Linked DNA regions of Xenopus tropicalis: region 2 is linked to region 1. The links are chromatin contacts, called in public Hi-C maps. All regions are on one chromosome and are shown on one strand. Each heading gives the region's core, a stretch centred on a gene start, on an enhancer-like site or on the middle of the called end of the contact. The rest is flanking DNA. Distances are from core to core; before and after follow the strand shown.

Region 1 (5,318 bases), core at 2,044-4,543:
CCATCAAAGGAGACAAACTAACAATTAACAATGGGAGAATGTGAAAAGGGGCACAACATCCTACCCAACTGTAGTTCCTTCTAAAGCTTTCCCTATACCACTCAGGGTAATCTTGAGCTGACCATAAATTTCTGCTCCCCCCTTCCTTTTTGAAATGGGATATGAAAGTCAAACAAAAAGCCTTCCTGAATCAATATGGTTGTCTCCCTGTTACGGTATTTTTCCAACCAGGCCCTCATCTCATTTAGTATGACTGGGGTCCTCCTTTATCCCAGAGGCCCCAGCTAAGAGGGTGGTTAGATACCCCACATTTCAAGCACTCATACCTAAACTTACATGCTGCCCCCCACTTACACTGTCATTAAACTGCCAGCAGACTTTTTGTGTGCCCCAGCTGAACTAGCAGCTTCCTAGCTGCTGGTGTGAACCTGAAAGGAATCCTGGCTAGCAGGACCCACACCAGACATAGCTGAGCATTTTTGCTCCATCATTATGCGCATCCAAAAAACTGAAGTCCCTGTGATCCCATGGCAGAGATTGCCCAACTGACATCCTTTGCCTAAACTGCTTACTGTTTTATAACCAAGAAGTCTATATGCTTCTGAAAAAAAACAAACAACCGAAAGCAATTCTCCCACTGTTTCTTCCCAGTCACACTGTCCATTAAAGAAAAGGCTTGAAGACAATTTCAAAATGTCCCTTTATCCTTACTCTGCTTGTTTGTCTCCTCAGTAGCTGCTCCACTAAACACTGAGCTCTGCCCCAACTGGCTGCCTCAAACCCTTGCTTATCCCTGACCCTGTCCCCATCAAGTTAACAGCTCCTCCAAACCTACCTAAAATCTTGGTCCCACTGATCCACCACCACACCTGCATTTTGCTTGTTATGGACTCACCTGCCACCATAGGTTTGTCTGATATTAAATTCCTATTCTTGAGATGTGGTGTTTTTGCTTCATGCAAATTAATAGCAAATTAGTGAATTCTGGACAAAATCCTGATCAGTATTAAGTACTAAGTAAATAAGGCACACCCACACAAATTCTAAGAAAAGTATAAAATACACCTTTATTTATATATACAGTGCATCTATTAGAAATTTAAAATCATTTAAAAAAATCCCAGGTTCCCATCATCTATTCAGTGACTGCCAAACTGGTAAACAGAGTTATTAGTATTAATAATGCCAAAGTATATGTTATATTCATATAGCGACCTACACACTTAGTGGAAAATTTATTAAGACACGAATGCTCAGAGCGTATTTTCGACGATTTTTTCATGCTTGAGCGACTTTTTCGTACACCGGCACAACTTTTTCGTACGCTTGCTCGAAAAATTCGGAACATTTCGTGACTTTAGGATCGCCAATACGATATTATCGTGACTAATACGATTTTTTCGTAAGCATTTTCGTGATATTTGCGATCTTAAGAAATTATTGTATCGAATCCAAATTTTCAACCATGCAGCAGGAATTATAGCGGCTGATGACACACAAGGAGATTAGTTGCCCATTGATTAATCTCCGCTAGTGGTGGCGACTAATCTCTTCTGAATGCTTTCTTGCCAGCAAATATGTAAATCGCAGTAGAAACACATATGTGTTGCTTTGCAGGGTAACTTCATACAAGTCAAACAATCATCTAATGCAAAATCTGTTTAGCCAATAATATACTAATCTATATTAAACATTCCATTTAAAACAGCCCATCAATATCATATACTTTCCATATTTCCATTAAAGTAATACATAATAATAAAAAAGTATGTTGATTTGTAGTTCCCACATTTTTATCTGTGGTGTTGACTATGCATGCTGGGATTTACAGTTCCCAATTTTTCTCTATGGGGTTTCCAGTGCATCTGGGAGTTGTAGTTTCCAATTTGTATATGCATTGTTGCCTGTGCACGCTGAGTATGTAGTTCCCAGTTTTTATCCGAGTTACATTCTCGCCGGTGGGATGGCGTTTCAGGGAGATTTGTCGCGGGCGACTAATATCCCCGTGTGCCACATCCCTAACTGTGCAAGCTGGCATTTGTAGTTCAAATTTTATTCGCGTTTAAATGACGCACAAGGTACGGGGCGGGAGGGGGCGCCCACTCTCCACCAATACAATGATGTGTTAACGAACGGAGCCGCAGATCTGTGTTCCAAAGCCTTATTAGTGAACCACAGACTAGCAGTTTTGTGTTTACAACATTTTATCAACAATTACGGTAATTCCTTTGGTTTCCCTTTTAAACAATATTGCGGAGAGAATTGTCCACTCCAGTTAACATTTATGAATCCTACTGCTTGTCTCTTGTGTATATGCTGTGGCTTTGTGCTTGGGTAGATCTGCAGGCTGCGCGGGAGGTTGGGATTGAAGGCACTGCAGGGACGAGGTCAGTCCTGTCCCATTAGGAGTAGTCAGTAAAAGAGCCCTACCACATACCTACCATCCTCACTAGTCAAAAACCAAATACCAACGTCCCATGCAAAACGGAAGTTACGCAGAGGAAGTAAGGGTAATTGGCTGGGAAAGCGTAGCGGCTGTGGCTCTAAACTAAATAAATCAGCTCCCTTAGTGAATTACCTGCTCATCGTGTAACTGACAAGACTGGGAGCGGGACAGTTAGTACAGTCAAAGCTCCTCATATCAGAAATTGAGTCCAGAAGTATAATGGTGGCACCCCTGTCTATGAGCAGCTACTGCTCACATTCCCACAGGACTGGTTCCCCTCTGTCCGCGGCCCTTCTCTTACGACTCTGACCACTCCCTTGTTGTTTACATACTAGGGAAGTACTGGAGCAGTGCCTCCTGCTCTGTGGGCTGCTGTCCAGAGAAGGACTCAGACGTTCAGGGGGATGGGATCCTATAGTGTGAATCGCACCTCCTGTAGGGAGAGGGGGATGGGCTACTGCTGAATCCACTTCTCTCTCTGCTGCTTCCTGTGCTGAAATCCGAGCCAGAAGCGCCTGTAATTCCGCATAGAAAAAAAACAAAACTCTTTCCTTTCTTATTACTTGTTTTCTTTCTTCGCAAAATGGATTCCCTTCCTGTCACTGTGTGATTCACAATCCCACACTAGTTCCATCCCCTTTACTACGTCTAAAAATCTCTCTAGACTCCCTCTTTAACCCCTCTGTGGCCTGATTGTCCCACCCTGTCATAACCCGTTCCTTTCAACTCATTCTCTAACTGCTCTGCCCACGTTTTACAGCTAAAGGCCCGCCTGCTCTATTGGCTCCGCCCAACCCCTGGCCTCAGTGTCCGGTAGTTACAGAGTCTGTGTACATTCTTCGTGGGTCCGGATAGGAAGCGGCCGAACGGGGCCTTCCACACTACTCAGTACATGAACCCCAGCACAGTCCGGGGATGGATTGCACCGTGCTCTCATCCATCCATTCTTTCTGCAAGCAGTCATGATGCTCCTGACAAGGAAGCCTGAGGGCCCCATAGCAGCAGGTACAGTGTGCTGAGCTTGTGCATTTGATAACGCTGCGATCTGTGTTCAACCACCATGTTCCTTATACTTACATTTTGTACCATACGCAACTCACTGTCCTCTTCAGATCAGCCTATATAAGTGTTTAGGTGTTAAAGAGTTTGGCTATGTATGTCTTATTTTTGTGCTCTTTACTGTCAGTCTGTCAGGCATGATGAAATGAAGTTGTGAGGTCACATTAAATGTCACAGTGCACCAATATAATATATATAATATGTGTTTGTGTGTAATGTGAGAAGGAGAAAATCAGCATGTCTGTGTGTTGGAATGGTAAATATCCAGAGCTGAAGTGCCCTGCTGATAAAAGGACTGAAATACACCACAGTGTCAAAACTGACAATACATAGGGCAATTAGGCAGCTCCTAAAGCATTAGTCTTCAAAATAATTGATTTAATACCTTGCTAGGAGGTGTTTGATTGGTGTTCTTAATATTCTAACATATTTGTCGTTGGTGCTTCCTTTAATATCCTTGGGGTGAAACAACTGGTTTGACTATTTAATATTTTTTTTTAGATGTGTTTTAATTCATAGGATGGTATCCCTATAGCACACATATCTATATCGTTTCCTGGAATTATTGATTGCTATTGCAATATGTTGGATGTTAGTCAAAACCAGTGACCTTAAATAAGGACTCTTCGTGTCTAGTTGATTTTATAGATATTCAGTGTGGATATTTTATTGTGCCTATACTGCTTTGTGTTACTGTTAATAGATCGCAATGCTCACTCTACCATGTGGGTTACAGAATTGTCATGGCTTTTATGCACGCTACCAACTGACTGGCTCCACCACCTGATGTTTAAAGGGATTTAATAAAAATACAGTAAAGCTGCTAATCTTTTGTTTTATGGTGGATTACAGTAATCCTGTTATGTTCATAAAGGTCCATGTTTATCATTAACCCACTTAACTATAAGAGCAGAGCGACACATGCTTGAATCAGTATCACAGTGCAAAATTATTTAATTGATTTTGCATTGCTGCCTTTGATGCTTTAGGGCCTTGCTGCCGTTAGGGATTATCAAAATTGGTCAGTGATGAGAGATTTGATGGGAAGGAACAATTTAATTAATGTTGGTTGGTACAAAATCAGTTTTCTGTGTGTTGTGGAATGGCTCATGAGCATGTGTCATTATTGTCAATAAGAAGCAGGTCTAAACTGCCTATGATATCACCAGAATATGTCAAGTCTGCTTGATATTTATTTAGATTTAAGTTTTGGGAGATGAATCCTTATTCAGTCCAATCTAAATCCAAAAGATGAATCTTATTCAATCCAAGATAACATTTCTTACCTCCTGGCAACATTGTTATTTAACACTCTTCTCCTAATCCGGTTCCTATTTATAGTTATCTACTAGGCTATATCTAACAAAATTTAAGAATTAATGCTCACACTCGTCAATTTTGCCTACTTTCTTTTTACTCTTGATGAGTGCTCCTTTTATGTCTGGGTCCATATTCACTGTGTATCTTAAATCCTACAAAGAAAAGGCAATAACTATAATCTCCACTAAGGAAGGTATTAAGGCTGTAAGACTTTATACCAGGGGTCCTCAAACTACGGCCTGCAGGCCGAATACACCCCCCCCATGGTCATTTACCCTCACCCCTGGCTACTACCTGTCTGCCTCAGCGTGGTCCTTGTCCCCAGCGCTCCACGCCACACCGGCTGACCCTAAAGACATGCCGAGGGCCATGCTGAGGCAGACAGGTAGTAGCCAGGGGTGAGGACCTGTGGGGGTGGAGGCAAAGTTTGAGGTCTAACTATAGTCCGGTCCCCCAACAGTCTGAGGGACCATGACCTGGCCCCCTGTTTAAA
Region 2 (5,359 bases), core at 1,523-4,022, 49 kb after region 1:
TTCTACCTCCTTACCTGCCGATTCAGCCCTGAATGGTGTGTGGCGGATCTTACGATGTTTCGTGCGACCGATGGTCGTACGAAACATCGTCAGATCGCCACGTGTATGGCCACCTTTAAGGACTCAAACTGAAAGCTTAACTCTGCACCTTTGCTTTATCTGAATAATTCTGGCCATGCAAGAGCTGATGTTGTCTGACCAAGACAAAAGTTAATTGGCCTGTGTATGGTCATTGTTTAGCCAGATTTTTATTGGGCCTACTGATAAAACACTCCAAGGGCATTCAGCAAGCATACTTTAGAAATAAAGTGTTAAGATGTTCAAACATGGGTTGTTAAAAGCCGTGGCCTCACCCACTCCAGACTAAGTTGGCAGCTCAGGCCACCCACTCCAGACTAAGTTGGCAGCTCAGGTCACCCACTCCAGACTAAGTTGGCAGCTCAGGCCACACACTCCAGACTAAGTTGGCAGGTCAGGCCAGAAAACAGCCTAATATCAATCAAACAGGTTTAAAAATTCCATTGGGCAAGTACTGTATCAGAACTCCGATGCCCCGTTGTTGAGTTTCACAGGCCCCAATTATGATCCAATCATTGGGCTGGAAGCTGTTGGATCTTCCTGATTTGACACAAATTACATTGGTCAAAACAAGCAGCTTGTACCATGAAGGCTCATCTTTACTCTACACCAATCAACCAAAACTCATTTATTTGGGTTCTATCCTAGTTTGTTGTATATGTATTTATATATTTCATGACTGCGCAAATCCATGGGATAAACACTTTAATTAGTACATAGTGCTGGGTGTCAACCATGTATAAAGCAAACATTCATTTGCTCTAAGATTCCTACCTGTGTTGGTATTCATTTGCTAACATTCTGCAAATTTGCACCACTGCAGTAGCAATAGCAATTTTTCATGTTTCTTTCTGCAAAAACATTAAAAAAGTCATGCACAGTAGAAAATGTTTAAATCATTTAAAAAGACATGTTTTAGTTGCAGGCTGTAATGTAACATGTACTTCTAAGGCTAAAGGCACATGGACTTTACTTGCTGCTGTAAAATGGTGGAAAACACTACCTTGTCTGTTTACCAAAGTAACCCATGATAAACGTAGCACTTGAAGCACAAGTAGCTGTGACAGGTAGGACCCCTGCTCAGAAATGCTGCCTTTCATAAATTATTATGCAAATTATTGACAGGTGGATATGGGAGTTGTGACTGCAATATTTTCCACCAGATTACAGAAAATGCCACGTGCCATAGCCCTAATGCAAGGTCTATAAGGTTAGAATATCAGCATGCAAATATTTACTTGAAACATTGGTTCAGAATTTGTTTTACATTGAATTAAAAGAAAAAAAAATGTTGTATTAGAATAAGAGAAATATATCTTTCATCTACAACTTTGGGTTAATATTGGTCTGAAAAATGCTGTAAAGGAAACAAAGTAATTATTATTTAGCAAGCCTGCTGACTCAGTATCAACAGTGACAATTATGTTAAACTGAGTGGAGAGGAAAGAATCTCCACTTTATGTGACACACCTTTCATTGAAGCCAAGGGATTATTTCCTATTATGAACTGATACTCGTTCTACACAATGGCACAAAAAATGTCAGGGACTATTGTTTAAATAATTGTAATAGAATAGTGTAAAATATTCTTGTTAATTTATGCGTCATATGGGCAGGGCTGTATTTATGTTTAAGCACCCAAGGGCCTGTGCCTAGGGTGGCGGATTTTGGGGTGCGGCCCTCAGGTGCCTATATATTTGATTTATTGAAAAATCCCCCAGCCTTCACCACAGAGTTAATTGGGAAATCTGGTGATGGAGCTTGTGGGGGGGGGGTGAGGGGTTTGCACCATGGTGCACTGTGGAAGTAATGTCAGCTGCACGTAACGTCACTTCTGCAATGTAGAAAGGGTGTTTAGATCTGGTACCTAGGGTGGCACAGGACCTAAATACAGCTCTGCATATGGAAACGTCCTTTATATTCAGGTAAAGTATGGTATTTCAGTTTGAAGAGAAATGGCACGCACTCCTTGGTCCACTAAAACTTGTCTTTATTGTAGAGATCATAAAACAAAAAGGTCCTGACGCGTTTCGTATACAAAAGATACGTAGTCATAGGCACCAAAGTATGGTATTTTACAGATTGCCAACAACATTTTCAGTTGGTGCAGATTAGCAGTGATGCGATTGGATCTTAGATCATGGATGGACTGGCAAAAATTTGCAAAAAATCAATCCTATGGGGTTTATTTAATATTTTTATTAGTTGACTTTATGGTGGTCCAAATTACAGAAAGATCCCTTATTTGGAAAACCCCAGCTCCTAAACATTATGGATAACAGGTCCTACATCTGTAGTTATAAATTATAGTCACAAAAGATTTAAAGGAAATGTAATATTATCTAGCTAGAAAATACAATGCATATTATGGAGAGATGTACTGCAGATTTTTTTCTCCATACCCACCCACTCCCGTTCTCTTCTAGTTTATATTCCCAGCATCCTGACCTGTGTTGTCCTTTCATATACAGTAAATACTACTTGCCTTTTCCTACCCATGTTAAAAATAAAAATAGTCATTTAAAAAACCCATAATAGTGTTTACAGAATGACTAATGTCAACAATATTTATTTCTATAGTCCAGATATGGTACACTGACTGACGATCATGTTTCTAATGTACTGTACACAGCCTGCAAACCATGGAATCCATTCAAAGGAGCCCTGGGGGCAAAGCAGTCAACAACAGATTCACAACCTGCTGTAGGGCTACGAGAAGTGTAAACACAATGGGGACACTGATCAATGTTTTGTTACAATATGATCTTTAAACAGATCTTCTTCCTTTGGGAGTGCAATGCTCTTAAATAATGTTGCTCTTGTGCTCTGTAACTTGTAATTATACCACTGAATGTAACATGTGGGTGGGGGGGGGGGGGGTCAGAATACCTTTGTTTTACTTGCTTGGTAAACTGGGATTCTCTCTGCAATATAGGGAGAACAGTGAGGATAATTATACACTTGCATGCTGCTTGTTGCTGTTTGCCATGCTGGTTGCTACCTAAACAGGCTATTTCTGTGCTTCTCTCAGCAACTCTCAATATTAGTCACTTGCTGTCGGCATGTCAGGGCACCTGTGCCCTTTTCCAGGTTCCTCAATGACTTCCCACACAGATTTGCTTTTAACACAAAATTAGAAAGTCTTGACAATTTAGAATGACTAGCAATGCTGCAAGCGGCAACTTATATATAAATATATATCTATATATAACCTAAATGTATAATCCAAGGGTCGCCAAATTTTTTCATGATGATGATGATGATGATGAATACTGGATCCTATAGCAAAGATTCAGCCACATATTTTTCCTAACCCTAATACGCATATATAAATTTGAGCTACATCACCCCCAAAAAAATTCCATTGTGCAGTCATATGATGTTAAGAGTTTGGATTCAGTTCAGTCATATAAGCAATTTTTAATGTTGACACTGCAAATATAAATGATTGCATCAAGCAAGAGTGATTTATTTCAGTAACCTTAATGAATTAGTGTAAATTATGTCCCTATCAGCAAGTGTCTAGCCTCTTTGCTCTTATGGAACTGCCCTGTGTTGTTATCCTATAAAGCAGGGGTCCCCAACCTTTCTTATTCGTGAGCCACAGTCAAATGTAAAAAGAATTGGGGAGCAACACAAGCACCATAAAAGTTCATGGAGGAGCCAAAAAAGGGCTGTGATTGGCTATTAGGCAGCCTCTATGCACACTATCTTACAGCTTACAGGGGGCTTTATTTGGTAGTAAATCTTGTTTTTATTCAACCAAAACTTGCCCCCAAGTCAGGAATTTAAAAATAACTACCTGGTTTGGGGGCACTAAGAGCAACATCCAAGAGGTTGGTGAGCAACATGTTGCCCCCTTGCCACTGGTTGGGGATCACTGCTATAAAGGTACTCTTAAAGGACTGAACAGAGCGGGCAAGAGGGTTTTGTCCAGACACACTTTAAGGCTGATGGCCCATGGAGTGAGTTAGTCATCCACGATTTAGTCGCCGGTAGTCTCTTCGGCTTTTTAAAGTGTGCAAATTTTTCTCCTGCAGGAACTTGACTTCAGAAAGCCAAAGTGATGCCAAAGCCTTTGCACTGGCGACTCCGATTGTTGCCAGTGGAAAGCTATTTCCATTCCAAGATTAGCCTTTAGTATGGAAATCTAATAGAAGGTTCATAGTTTGCTACTGGTCTGATCACCTATAGCAACCACTCGGCAGGTAGCATTTACTTATCAGTTGTCTAAAAGCAAACATCTTATAAGTTGCTATAGGTTCCCGCACCAGGGCAAAATGAGTGTCTTTTATTAACTATGGGGTTATGATATCTAGAGAGGGATGGAAAGGTATAATAGAAAAAAGCTAAGGAAGCGATTGTACTGGGGCCTACCACCTAGTAGTGCCCATTTGGAGGCCTGCAGAAGTGTAGTGATTTGCCAGCCCCCGCAAAAAAATCATTGGAGGGTCAGAGCACAGAGTAGTAAACCCTACCCAGCCCCCTTCTGCTCACACACAACCCCCTGCCCAATTGTGTATAAATCCCTGCTCCACACCTTCTCTACTACCATTAGTTGCTACTGGAGACAAACTGGAAGGGGTGCTTTATTTATATTTGAGATAATGTTGTTGTAACTGTCTTGTGTAATACAAGAAATCCATAACTTTTATAGAGAAGGCCAGATGAGAGTTAGCCCTGTGGCTGCAGCATGACCTACATTCATATCTTTTTCATTTTATGTGCAGTGGCAACTACACTGACTGGATTCCCAAGGGTATCCACACATTTATACAAATATATACACCTCTATATAATGAATGTTTTTCGCACATAATTGTTTGTGTGCATCAAAATTTGTTGCTGTGTTGCTGTGCTCCGGCCTCCGAATATTTGTGTGCATTATGGCACAGCTTAGAGAGAACATTGCTACACTAAGGGGCACATTTACTAACCCACGAACGGGCCGAATGCGTCCGATTGCGTTTTTTTCGTAATGATCGGTAATTTTGCGATTTTTTCGTATTTTTTGCGATTTTTTCGGCGTCTTTACGATTTTTGCGAAAAAATGCGAGTTTTTCGTAGCCATTACGAAAGTTGCGCAAAGTCGCGATTTTTTCGTAGCGTTAACACTTGCGCGCAAAGTCGCGCCTTTTTCGTAGCGTTAAAACTTAAAAGGCGCAACGTTTCGCGCAAGTTTTAACGCTACGAAAAAATCGCGACTTTGCGCAACTTTCGTAATGGCTACGAAAAACTCGCGTTTTTTCGCAAAAATCGTAAAGACGCCGAAAAAATCGCA

The links. A called contact is a pair of places that touch in the nucleus more often than the background predicts.
Region 2: a Hi-C map of neurula embryo shows a contact between it and region 1, with 2.9 times the contacts expected there. The contact joins the enhancer-like site here to the promoter of dyrk3 in region 1. A contact is called at or near these places in 4 of 5 Hi-C or Micro-C datasets (brain, gastrula embryo, liver and 1 more).

The regions. Positions count from the first base shown.
Region 1 is chr2:74,060,146-74,065,463 of UCB_Xtro_10.0, forward strand. It overlaps dyrk3 (dual specificity tyrosine-(Y)-phosphorylation regulated kinase 3), which reads left to right and starts at 3,294. Exons shown (of 3, transcript NM_001008157.1): 1 at 3,294-3,451. The coding sequence starts at 3,412.
Region 2 is chr2:74,109,324-74,114,682 of UCB_Xtro_10.0, forward strand. No RefSeq gene overlaps it. Among named protein-coding and RNA genes, the nearest start is that of mapkapk2, 39 kb to the right of the region's middle. Within about 2 kb of position 2,773, at least 1 of the 11 cell types and tissues checked has an H3K27ac peak or open chromatin away from gene starts, as enhancers often do. A contact at or near this core is called in neurula embryo, where this site is marked.